Linked DNA regions of Cricetulus griseus: region 1 is linked to region 2. Evidence: chromatin contacts called from public Micro-C data. All regions are on one chromosome and are shown on one strand. The core of a region is the stretch at or near the end of the contact, and the rest is flanking DNA. Distances in the headings are between cores, read along the strand shown.

Evidence for each region. Hi-C and Micro-C count contacts between places; a contact is called where the count stands out from the background.
Region 1: a Micro-C map of the CHO-K1 cell line shows a contact between it and region 2, with 4 times the contacts expected there. The contact joins the promoter of LOC100767729 here to the promoter of Lpxn in region 2. A contact is called at or near these places in 3 of 8 Hi-C or Micro-C datasets (the CHL-YN cell line, the CHO-K1 cell line and fibroblasts).

The regions. Positions count from the first base shown.
Region 1 is chr3:48,022,206-48,027,964 of CriGri-PICRH-1.0, reverse strand. LOC100767729 (glycine N-acyltransferase-like protein) reads left to right here and starts at 4,299. Exons shown (of 7, transcript XM_027406609.2): 1 at 4,299-4,437.
Region 2 is chr3:47,752,984-47,758,244 of CriGri-PICRH-1.0, reverse strand. It overlaps Lpxn (leupaxin), which reads left to right and starts at 1,856. Exons shown (of 9, transcript XM_035441957.1): 1 at 1,856-2,624. Zfp91 (E3 ubiquitin-protein ligase ZFP91) reads right to left here and starts at 1,760. Exons shown (of 14, transcript XM_027406595.2): 1 at 1,531-1,760; 2 at 1,472-1,528; 3 at 1,417-1,470; 4 at 1,263-1,414. The coding sequence starts at 1,629.

The DNA.
Region 1 (5,759 bases), core at 3,050-5,549, 270 kb before region 2:
AAATGGGTGGTGTGATGGGTGCTTCAGTACTCAGTGCAGAGGGGAACCTCTTGTTTGACCTCTGCTCCACTTGTAGATTGTCCTCTTGCCCTATGTGTGGGCTAATACAATCTGAATCTGTAAAGTAGCATGGGTAAGCCCCCCTGTGGTGAGACTAAAGTCTGTAAGCCTGCCTAGAGGCCATTTCCTAGCACAACATCTCCCCCTGTCAGACGCAGCCAGGAACTACATTCCTTCCAAACAGGAAGCCACAGGCAAAACTGACAGCTGGACACAGGGAGGCTTTCTTCACTTGGCATTCTCTTTGTGGGATGACTCAACAAATATGCAGTAACTAAGGAAGTATGTAAAAGGCCCTGACATTTAAATTTAAATAGTTTAAGAGCATAGTCTGCATGGTCTTAATGTTATTGATTTTACAAAAAAAAAAAATCATGGGAGCTAGCTGCCTTGCTGAAGGCAATTTTTTTCTTTATCATCCCACTTTCACTAACAGAACACAGTAGAGGCCTTGGCACACATTCATTTCAGATGGGAAGAGATCAAACCCATGGATAATCAGGAGATATGAATGCCAGAGGCATACCAGGATCCTTATCCATAAGTGGTAGAGGGAAACTATCAAATCTTCCATTACCCAGCAGGAAGAAGGACGCATGACACCTGGTAGATTTTGGGTCAGTGAGGGAGAAGGAATGTGAGTATCATTCAAGTGATATATTTGAGTTTTTCCCCTTACTCTTTTGACCATATTTGGTAGCTCATTGACAGTTGCATTCACTTCTGCCTCAGAAAAGCATGACACACAGGGTCTCAGACAGCCAAGAAAGGGAGACTTTGGTCATGACTCCATGGCCAATGCCAGCCTTGGGAGACGTGCTAGATAAAGGGTGAGGGAAATGGAGTGGGTAGCAGTTAAGAGATGCAACTGAAATAAGAACCCATGATCATGTCACTGGATATAGAAAAGCATTTGGCAAGACTAAACACTAGTTCACAAGCACTCTCGGCAAAGTAGAAATAGAAGTTAATTTTTTAGGTTGATAAAGAGCTTAAAAAACTCTACATCTATTGTGATAATTAATGGTAGGGAACCTAAATGCCTTCCTGTTGAGATCAAAACAAGGCAGTAATGTTTACTTCCACCACTCCAATTTAATGTCATACTAGAAGTCCTAGCTGGTGTAATACAAGAGAAAGAAACAAATAACACATGGATTAAAAAGGATCTTTTGCAGAATTCATGGTTGTTTATGTAGCTTTTTGAAAAAGTCCTAAATAGTAAATAACAGTCACAAAAATATCCCTTGGACTAACGATTAATGATTTAGTTCATTCTTGCTGGTATAACAAAGTACTTTAGGCTGGTGTACTTTTAAACTGGTCTTTGGTTTTAATGTGTATGGGATTGGAGTTGCATTTGTGAGCAGCAGCCTTGTGGATTCTGAGAATTGAACCTGGGTCCTCTAAAGAGCAGACATCTCTCCTGTCCTGGTATGCATTATGTTCAAATAGTAGAAACCTTGTTACTTACAGCTGTGAAGGCTAAGAAATCCAAGGTCTAAGGACTGATTTTTGTCTCTGGTGAATCCTCAATGCTTCCAAGATGATTCCTTTGAACAAAAGGGCCAGACCATTTGGGGAGCACTAAAGTCACTCATGACAGCTCAGCCTATTACATTGAGTCTTAGGTACCAACATATTAGTTCTGGAGAGATACAGACATTCAGCACACAGTGGAAATTAGAGTAATTATAGAGTTAACAGGTAACAAAACATTTATTTCTTACTTACCAGCAATGAATAATGGGAATTTGATTTTAAAACAATGTTGTTTATTCTAAATTAGTCATATTTACAATACCCCAATATGGCTTATCAATACAGTTTGTGAATCATGAGTATATACTATGGATAGGTGGGCGAACACATAAATCAATGGAATGGGATAGAGTAACCGGTAAAAGGTTCACAGGAATATGTCCAGTTGACTTGATAAAGAAATTTGACTAAAGAAATTCGGAGGAAACTTTTCAGTAAATCACACTGGAGCATAAGTCCTCAAAGCCACGACAGAAGAAGAAGGGAGGGAGGGGGATCTTTTTCATTTAATTAATTTAAAATGTATCATTGATCTACATAAAAATTGTAAAATCATAAACCTTGTGAGAGAAAAAGGGAAAGGCATCAAGTCTAAGAGACAGCCAAACAATTCTTATGGAAAATGGAAGGCAGAAAGTTGCAAAAAAACAAAAACAAAAACAACCCCCCCAACAAACCAAACTTATGAAGGATGTTGTGAAGTTACAGCTTGACAGAAGATATTTTCAAGCCATTTATCCAAAGATTTTTATTGGGAATATTTTTAAAGTTCTCAGACTTCAGTTTTAAAAGTAGCCAAACATATGAGCAAACATTTTGCAAAGAAGATATGAAGATGGAACTCATCACCTAGGAAAATGTTAAACATCACTATCTTCAACACATGATATGTGCATATGTGCGCATGAAAAGCACAAGAAATTATCATCACACCACTATTAGGAACACTAAAATAAAGTATACTGGCAACAGTGTTCACAAGATGTCAGTGGCAATGGAGCTTGCCACTCAAGCCAGAGTCTGCATGATGGAAAAAGAGAACCGACTTTACGAAGTTGTTCTCCCATCTCCACACACCCCATGGTGTGTGCCTCCTCATAGTGATAATAATATGACAATATATAAAATGTCAAGTTTTACTCACGAGAAGGTAGAGACTAGATGTTGAGTACATTGCTAAGTGAAAGGGAAAAATGGCACAACCACACTGGAAAACTGACCCAATCAGTAGCTGGGGAGGTCCCAGGGTAGAAGCTGCCATGGCTATTTCCTAAACAATCTTGTGGTCAAAATTCCTTCTAAGTATTCATGTTTATGCCCCTAGACCTAGGTAGAAGCTTTTGTTTGTTTAAGTGGGTATTAATCAATGTAGAGACACATGCTTGGTCAACGTGTTGAGAATAAATGGAGTTCTCAGTCCTAAATGGGACATCTTTATCGACACCCCTATCAAGTTCTGGAGAGTAACGTAGAGATATGAGATTACATGTAATATTTTGGAGATTCTGTGGGACAGTTCCTAATGAAGTAACTCCATACTGGGTACTAAGCTTTTTGTTTGATAGATAATAGTGTTCGGGGGGGGGTAGCTCCCTTTAAACCACCTTTATAAACGTACACATATTATACAAAATCCGGGTGGATACAGAAAATGGGGTCTATTTCTTTGTTTCATATTTTTTTCAAGCAGCTAGTACAACTCAGACTCTTTAGATTCTACATAGAATAAAATGTATACCATAAAAGCATGCATCCTTTGGCATTGGCTCTCAATGGTTCCAAGTGTGTGGCTTTTGACTTGCACGTGAGGACTCTGACCAGCAGGAGGCGTAGAAGCTCTAGGGCGCTGGTGCAAGGGACGAGGGGGCGTGGCTTCTGCATCCTTGATGGACAGCTAAGGAAGGATTGCATGCGAGGATGAGGCAATAGCGGGCGGAATGAGGAGTGCTAAAGGCTGTGCGTGCGTGTGCGCGAGTGTGGGTGTTCCAGTGCGTGAGCGAGACAAGAGCTTCGAAGCAGGCGCCGCTGACTAGACCGGCTCACAACAGACAGACGCTGCAAAAGTGTGACGCTGCCGGGGAGGGGCGACTCCTTCTGGAAGCCACTGAGCAGAGCCGCAGGCAGGGGGAGCTGTGTCGCCGCGGTCGCCGCGCTCAGTACGGAGAGAGAGGGCGGAGGGCGTGACCGTGCGGTGCGATCCACGCGGACGCCCGCGGAGCCCGAGGCGCAACTGGTGCGAGGCGGCTGCAGCGTCGCTCGGGCGGGCCGCGCGCCCCCGGGTGGCTTTGCAAGGCGGGACGGCGAGTGCGCGGGGCCGGGCCTTTGCATGAAGCGGCTGGACCCTTCGGAGCAGCAGCGGCAGCAGCGGCGGAGCCCGGCGGCGCGCGATCGGAGGCGGGCGGCCCCGGGGTCCGCGTCCCGGTGCCTGCGCGGCTGCGGACTCCCCCATGGGCAGCAGCTGAGGCTGCCCGCGCGGCGGCGGCGGCGGCGGCGGCGGTGGCGGCGGTGGCGGCGGGGCGCGGGGCAGGGGGCGCGGTCCAGGCCCGGAGGCGGCGGCGCCGGAGGAAGCGCAGGAGGCCCGGCCCGGGAGGCGGGCAGTGCTGCGCCACAGCCCCGGGCTCGCCATGCTCCTGGCCTCGGCCGTGGTGGTGTGGGAATGGCTGAACGAGCACGGCCGCTGGCGTCCCTACAGCCCGGCCGTGAGCCACCACATCGAGGCGGTGGTGCGCGCGGGTCCCCGCGCCGGGGGCAGCGTGGTACTGGGTCAGGTGGACAGCCGGCTCGCACCCTACATCATCGACCTGCAGTCCATGAACCAGTTCCGTCAAGACACGGGTGAGCAGCCCACATCCCTTGTGTCTCCCGGGTGCTACCGCCCTCGTGCTCGTGGGTTGTGGGCAGTTTGTCTTACTGGGGTCAGCGATCGGTGTTGAGGGCAGGTGCCTCCTTCCTTAGGTCCCCTCAGGGTCCCATGATCACCTCCAAATAAATGTCCTTCCTAGTATTTGAAAGTGTCTTGATTATGCAAATCCAGCTACAGTCTAGCAGCAGGAGACCCCTTAATACCTCCTTTCGGTCCCTAGTGACTCTTTGTGCAGGAACTCTAGGGTTTTGCAGCCCCCAAGTGATGCTTAGCAAGCAAGACATTGCTGGTGCCCCTTGTCTGCTCACACCTCGGCTGATCCTGCTTTGTCCCAAGCACACTTGGGGCTACCACATGTCCCCCTTTTAATCTTTCTGTCTCTGGCTCTCTTCAATGGATCCAGCTTTCCCAATGTCTCCTCCTGGGTGTGAGACTTGGGGAGGCAGAGGGATCCCCTGGCTCTAATTGCAGTCTAGTGTGTGAAAGTGCTGTAACGTTACTGGGTAGAGAGAGAATGGAGCCAGGGCTTCCACATCATCCTGGCTGTGGTGGCATCCACAGATGCCTCTGCTTGTAGACTCCAATCACTGAAGCAACAGGCCAGAGCAGATGGAGAGAGGAGGGGGGAGGACTGGGCTCTGGAATGCCTGCCTGGCAGGGAAGGGCTCCCTTTGTTCCCAGAGCAGGGCACAGACAACAGAGTGAACAGACAGACTTCGGAAGAATGTCAGGGCTGGGCATTGGCATCTAGAATAAACCCCAACATGGCCCGCCAATAAATTGGCTAATGAAAGGAACAGAGATTCTCAAAAAGAAGAAACACAAATGGACAACAAAGATTTTTTAAAAATAGCATTCTTAGTTACCAGGGGAATGCAGCTAAGCTACTCTTTAGTGTGTACCCAAAGTATTGCATATCCTACCACAGAGGTACCTGCACGTCCACATTCATTGATGCTTTATTTACAGTAGTAAAGGAACAGAACCAACCTAGATGGTACCAACAGATGAATGCATAATGACAATGTGGTACATATATACGATGGAATTTTATTCAGCTATAAAGAAAAATGAAATCATGTAATTTACAGGAAAATGAATGAATATGGGAATTAGCAAAACAACAACCCCCCCCCAAAAAAACCCCACAAAAAACCGAAATCCAGGTTTAGGCAGAAAGCATGCATTCTCATCTTGGGGATCCTAGCTTATGAAGTGTGTCTGCATGTATGTAAGTTGAGGGGAGTGTGTCCAGGAAGCAGGGAAAAGCACAGTGGACACGAATGTGAACTTC
Region 2 (5,261 bases), core at 607-3,106:
GCCATGCAGCTTTACAAAACTGACACAAAACCACCACTACAAAGTACTCCTGTCTCTGTTAGGCCATCAATACTCAAAACAGCCATTTGAATTTAGCATTTTGCTGTGTGAGACGCTGTGTAAAATGGTACCACAACGTATTTATTATACATAAACTCAAGTCATAGAGGTTAACTCCCCATATAACTGTGCACAGATGAAGAATCCGAGGTACACATAGGTTAAAGACTTTGCCTATGGAATTTATGTCCCAATTAAGATGAATGATTTACAGCTTTTCAAGTTAGTGAGTTAAATACATAACAGTTTAAGATTTTCCTAAGCACGTACACACAACAGTTACAACTCTCAATTCAGCATAAAAATTTGTAATCACAAATTTAATTTTGAAACAAAATGGCTTTTAAGTTTTAAAAATGCCCTAGGTCTAAGGTAAGAAAAGCCGCTGCACTGCTACTGGGAGGTTGCAGTTATCTGAAACTCGAAATCCTAGCCCTTCGATTTTCTGTCCCCCTTTCCCATTTGTAAATCAAATGACATACAGTTCTCAACAATGAACAGCTAATTTGATTAAAACGTGTAACTTTATTTTTAATTTAAGCATTACTCTATTGGGCAATTTAAAATATTTATGTTCCTGGCAATCTGTTAAGGGCCTCTATTAGTTCAAGGTAGTAATTCCTCTCAATCTGAGTACTACGTCAAAATACACGCATAAAGAAAAAGTACATACAATGTTTGGTAGGTAATAAGAACTACACGTCTAGTTTGGTCACGTAAAGTATAAGTGGCATAGTCACGTTTTCATCCTGACGGTAAAAAAATGAACGTGACGATTTAGGAGGACGAGGAAAAGGCTACCTCTTGAGTGGCTCGCGGGCTAGTTGATAAATAGGGTCGGGCAAAGACACTCTTCAGGGGTTATAGTACGGTGCTGTGGGCTTCCTCGCGGGGACCTGATCTGAGACTGGAAGCGACAGGCTGACAAAGGGGGCGCACAAGCCAGCCAGAGCGAGGGCTGAGCAGGCGGGAGGCGGAGGGCAAAGCAGCCTGCACAGGGTGACTTCGGGCGTGGGCTGGTGGCCGCAGGCTGCCGAGCCAGCCGCAGGAGCCCGGGGCCGCCAGCGGCGTGACATCTGGCGTGCCGAGCCGGCAGGGGGCAGAGCAAGCGGGGTGTCACGTGGAGCGGGTGCTACGGGAGCCGGGAGGGTAGTGAGGATCAGAGGGGGGTCTTCCCCAAAGCCTCAAAGACTGTTACTCACTGGAGTCGCGGACTCTTCTTGCCCTGAGCAGGAGACTGGGGCTTCGCGGCCGTGAGCTGCTGCCCGGGAGCGTCGGGAGGCCTGTTGCTGGGGCTGCTCCTCCGCCGGCGGGGATACTCGGCCTTCCTCCGGCGGGACACAGCGGCGGCGCGGCGGCGGCGGCGGCGGCCGCAGCGGCCCGGCCGCGGTCCCGACCTCCCCGCAGCACGCCGGCTGCTCGCGGTCCCTGCAGGCGCCGCCGCCGCCGCCGCCGCTGCTGCTGCCGCGCGGGCCGGAGCTCGTCCGAAGCCGCGTCGGCCGCCGCTGCCTGGCCCCTTTCCTGGTCCTGCTGCTCCGGGGATCGCGGCTCCTCCGTCTCCCCCGGCATCGGGGCTCGTCCGTCCCCCACCCCTGCTTCCCAGGTGGCGGAGGCGGCGGCGCCCGCGGCGCAGCTCCCCCCCGCCCCCCCTAGGCTCCCGGAGAGTCCGGCTCCCTCACTCCCGAGCACCTCTCTTCCCCCCCCGCCCCTCCGCCCGCTCCTAGGGCGCCCCCCCCGCCCCCTGCCACTCAAGCCTGCGACTGCCGGCGGTGCGCACGCGCGCACCCGCACAGACGCGCAGTGGCCCAATCGGGAAGGAGGGTCGGCCTCCCGGACCCGCCCCTCAAGGTCTCACACGCAGGAGCGCACTCGGTGCCCTCCCCCACCCCTTCTTTCAGCCAATCAGGAAACGGCTCCAAGGGAGAGCGCGAGGTTTCCTTCCCCGCGCACCCGTTCTCACCGTTAAACGGCCGCGTCTCGCGACAATCCCAAAGTGACCTTTTTTTTTTTTTTTTTAACCCCCCGGAGGAGTTCAGCTCAAGCTAGGGGCGGTGGGAGGGGCCGGGCTGGCGAGGGCGGTGGAGAGGACAAAACGCACCTTGACCAGCTTCGCGCGCATCTCAATCCTCCCCCCCGCCGGCTGCGCGCGCACCTGCCTCCCTGAGGCGCCACTGTTCCCTCAAGGGCTCTGACTAGCCTAACAAGTAGCCTGGACGTTACCCCGCTTCCACCCGGACCCCCGCCTTCCTGCTCCGGCCTTTCTGTCCCTAGCGCCGCCAGCTCTTGAGGGGAGAAGGGGGAAATTATTTGAGTTGCCGCTTCTCCTTTAAGAAAAAAAGGCCCCGTCCGTTGCCGGATGAAAGTCCCTGAAAAAATGGCGGCGATAGGCCAGAGGCGGGGTTAAGGGCACAGCGCGGGACAGTCCTGGTGCGCACGCGCACAGCTGAACCCAGCCAGCTGCACCCTGGGAAACGAAGTCCCATTTAGTCCGCTCCCAGGGAAAAGATGGGACGCTGGAGGCCGAGAGAAGTCTGGGAGATTTTGAGAGGTTCACCACGGGAAAGGTAGTTTTCTATCCACAGTCCGAGGTGACCCCCCAGAGAGGCACTGCTTCCGGGTTAGGCCGCGACGCCTGCGTACACCGGGCACGTATTTTGAGCCGATTCCCGGTTAGGGTTGCGTGAGAGAGTGAACTGCTTCACGCTGTTAAGTGTGAGTTCTTCCAAGTGCGCTCGTCATAGCCCCTGCTTCGGTCTGGTCACTTGACGCCTCCTCCGCGACCTGCTGTCATCCCTCCATCTTGGGTTGATGGTCTCACCCGCGAGGCCCTGGAGGTCGGGGACTCGTTCTGCTTCTGCCACTTCCATTTTAATAAAGCACGCAGGGAGGAATTGTCCAGTTATTTTTTAGTAGGATTGGGCATCCCGGGGCTGGCGTTGGCTGTGGTCCTTGAGCTGGAGGGAGGGTTAGCGTGACTCCTCTAGCAGCCTCTGAGGTTCTCCGCCCCGACGCTGCATGCCTTTGCGGTTTGTAGAGGTTTCTGCAGCACAGGAAGCACAGTCAGAATAGCAGCTTTTGGCTAGCGTGTGCAACTGAAGTTCCTGATGGGTAAAGGGGGGTGGGGGTGGGGATTTCCATTTGTTCAAGCCGCAGCTGGTCATTCTGCAGCCTCTGTGTTCCTTTCCCTGGTATACATTGTAGGCAGGTCTTTCCCTTTTATACATTGTTTGCATTCCTTAGTTTCCTTTTTACACATTGTAATCAGGGAACAATTTACAAGGAAGGGGACTCTTTACCCCTATCGATGGAAACATCCCCAGTTAAAGTCTGCCCAAGAGGATGGCGGTACAAGGTGTGGAGATGTGATTCTGAATTTTACATTAAACTGTAAATGTGCAGTGAAATTCATTTTTCTTTCCAGCGTTTGGCTCACTTGCCACCCAGATAAGGCAAATGCTTTATAGTCTCTATTGAAGCTTTGGCTCTTTCAAAGGACTAGTGTCATTTTCAGTTGTAAAAACCGACAGTGCCTGTGGGAACGATTTGTCAGTCTGTATTTACAATGCGCTCCTTTGGCACAGCACTGACATCCAATGGCTGCTTAAAGTAATACAGAAAGCGAGGTCTTAAAAGAGGTCTCAGTCCAGTTCTCTTCGCAGTTTTCTCAAGAACCAACATACTCATTTCTGCAGCGGTTGTGCCTGTTTGTATTTCTCACAGTGATGTATCCTATAGCCCTTAGTTATGTGTGTACAGTCTGTCATATGTTTTCACATAATCTTACTTTAATAAGACTTCTTTTAGTCTTTTCTCCTAAAAATTGAAAAATTGAAAAAAAGGAGGTCTTAGTGCAACATCTTATTCCTTTAAATAAGTGATCACTACAAAGTAGAAGAAAGAAAGATAACATACTGGAGTAAAACCAGATTATATACTAAGTAGCAAGGCTATCTCTTTACTTTGTTCTTTTAGCCAGTTACTATTCTTTGTGTCTGTGTCTCTACTGGTTAAACACCTGGACAAAACCCACCTTAATTGTAGTTCTTTACTTACTGACTTCTCAAGGTGGGCCTGTTATAAATGCTTTTTTTTCCTGTTGAGATGAACTAAGGCTTGGTGATAAGATAAAACATTGACCTAGCTCAGTTTTTGAAGAAATTATTACAAGGCAGTGTGAGTAATTCAGATTTTCATACCTAGTATCTTAAATTCTCTAGATTGATTCTTCCTTGGCCTGTAGATGTTTGCATTTTGAATAACTGTATAAACCAGTACTAGAGAATTCAAAAGTGAACTTATTCTATTCAACTTTCAAGAATTTAGAATCTGAGCCAGTGAGTTGCTCAGCAGACAAAGGCACTTTGCTGACAAGTCTGATGAGTTTGGTCTGTGGGACCCAGCTGGTAGGAGAGGCTTGACTCCCACAAATCATAGTGTCTACACACACACATTAGTACACATACACACACACACACACACACACACACACACACACACACACACACACTCATACGCATAAACTCACATGCACACAAATGTAATTTTAAAAAGTTTTAAACTACAGTTTTTTGGGGGAAATCAGGTCAGCATGACTTCTGAATAAGAAAATAGAGATAATGAAATGAAGTTGGTGCTGTTTAATCAGAAATTTTAAGGAAGGAGCCTATGCTTCCATGGACATCTGTGGGGCAAAAAAAAAAAAAAAAAAAAAAAAAAGAAGCCAAGAGTGGGCAGTGGGATGCTTAAACTTGGAAAACCTAAGCTCTTGTATGTGGTAGGAGTTTTAAATTTTGAGAAATCAACTTTCATCCTTTATAACCACTGGCCAATGTAGCATCAAAACCTCAGTCTTGCACAACCTGTCTTTCTCTGACAGCACTATTTAAAACAACTGAGCTACTAGAAAAGAAAAGAAAGAAATTCAAATCAAAAGTGAGGAAGTGCTAAGCAAATACAGGAACCAAAAAGGGTCATAGACGCTGCTTCGCACTGTCTCATTCAGTTCCGTTGTGGTCCCCTTCTTCACCACATGCCAAAGCAGTTCTTCACAATCGTCAGGACTAGAGCCTTCTGGGTGTAAGACAATGGAAGAGCTGGGTGAGTGAGGGGCTTTGGAAGATGCACTAAGGAAGTGCACACTTGGTTACTGTCCATCCCATGTGTGATGATAGTTTTGGCTGAACCGAGGAGAGTGCTGAGAG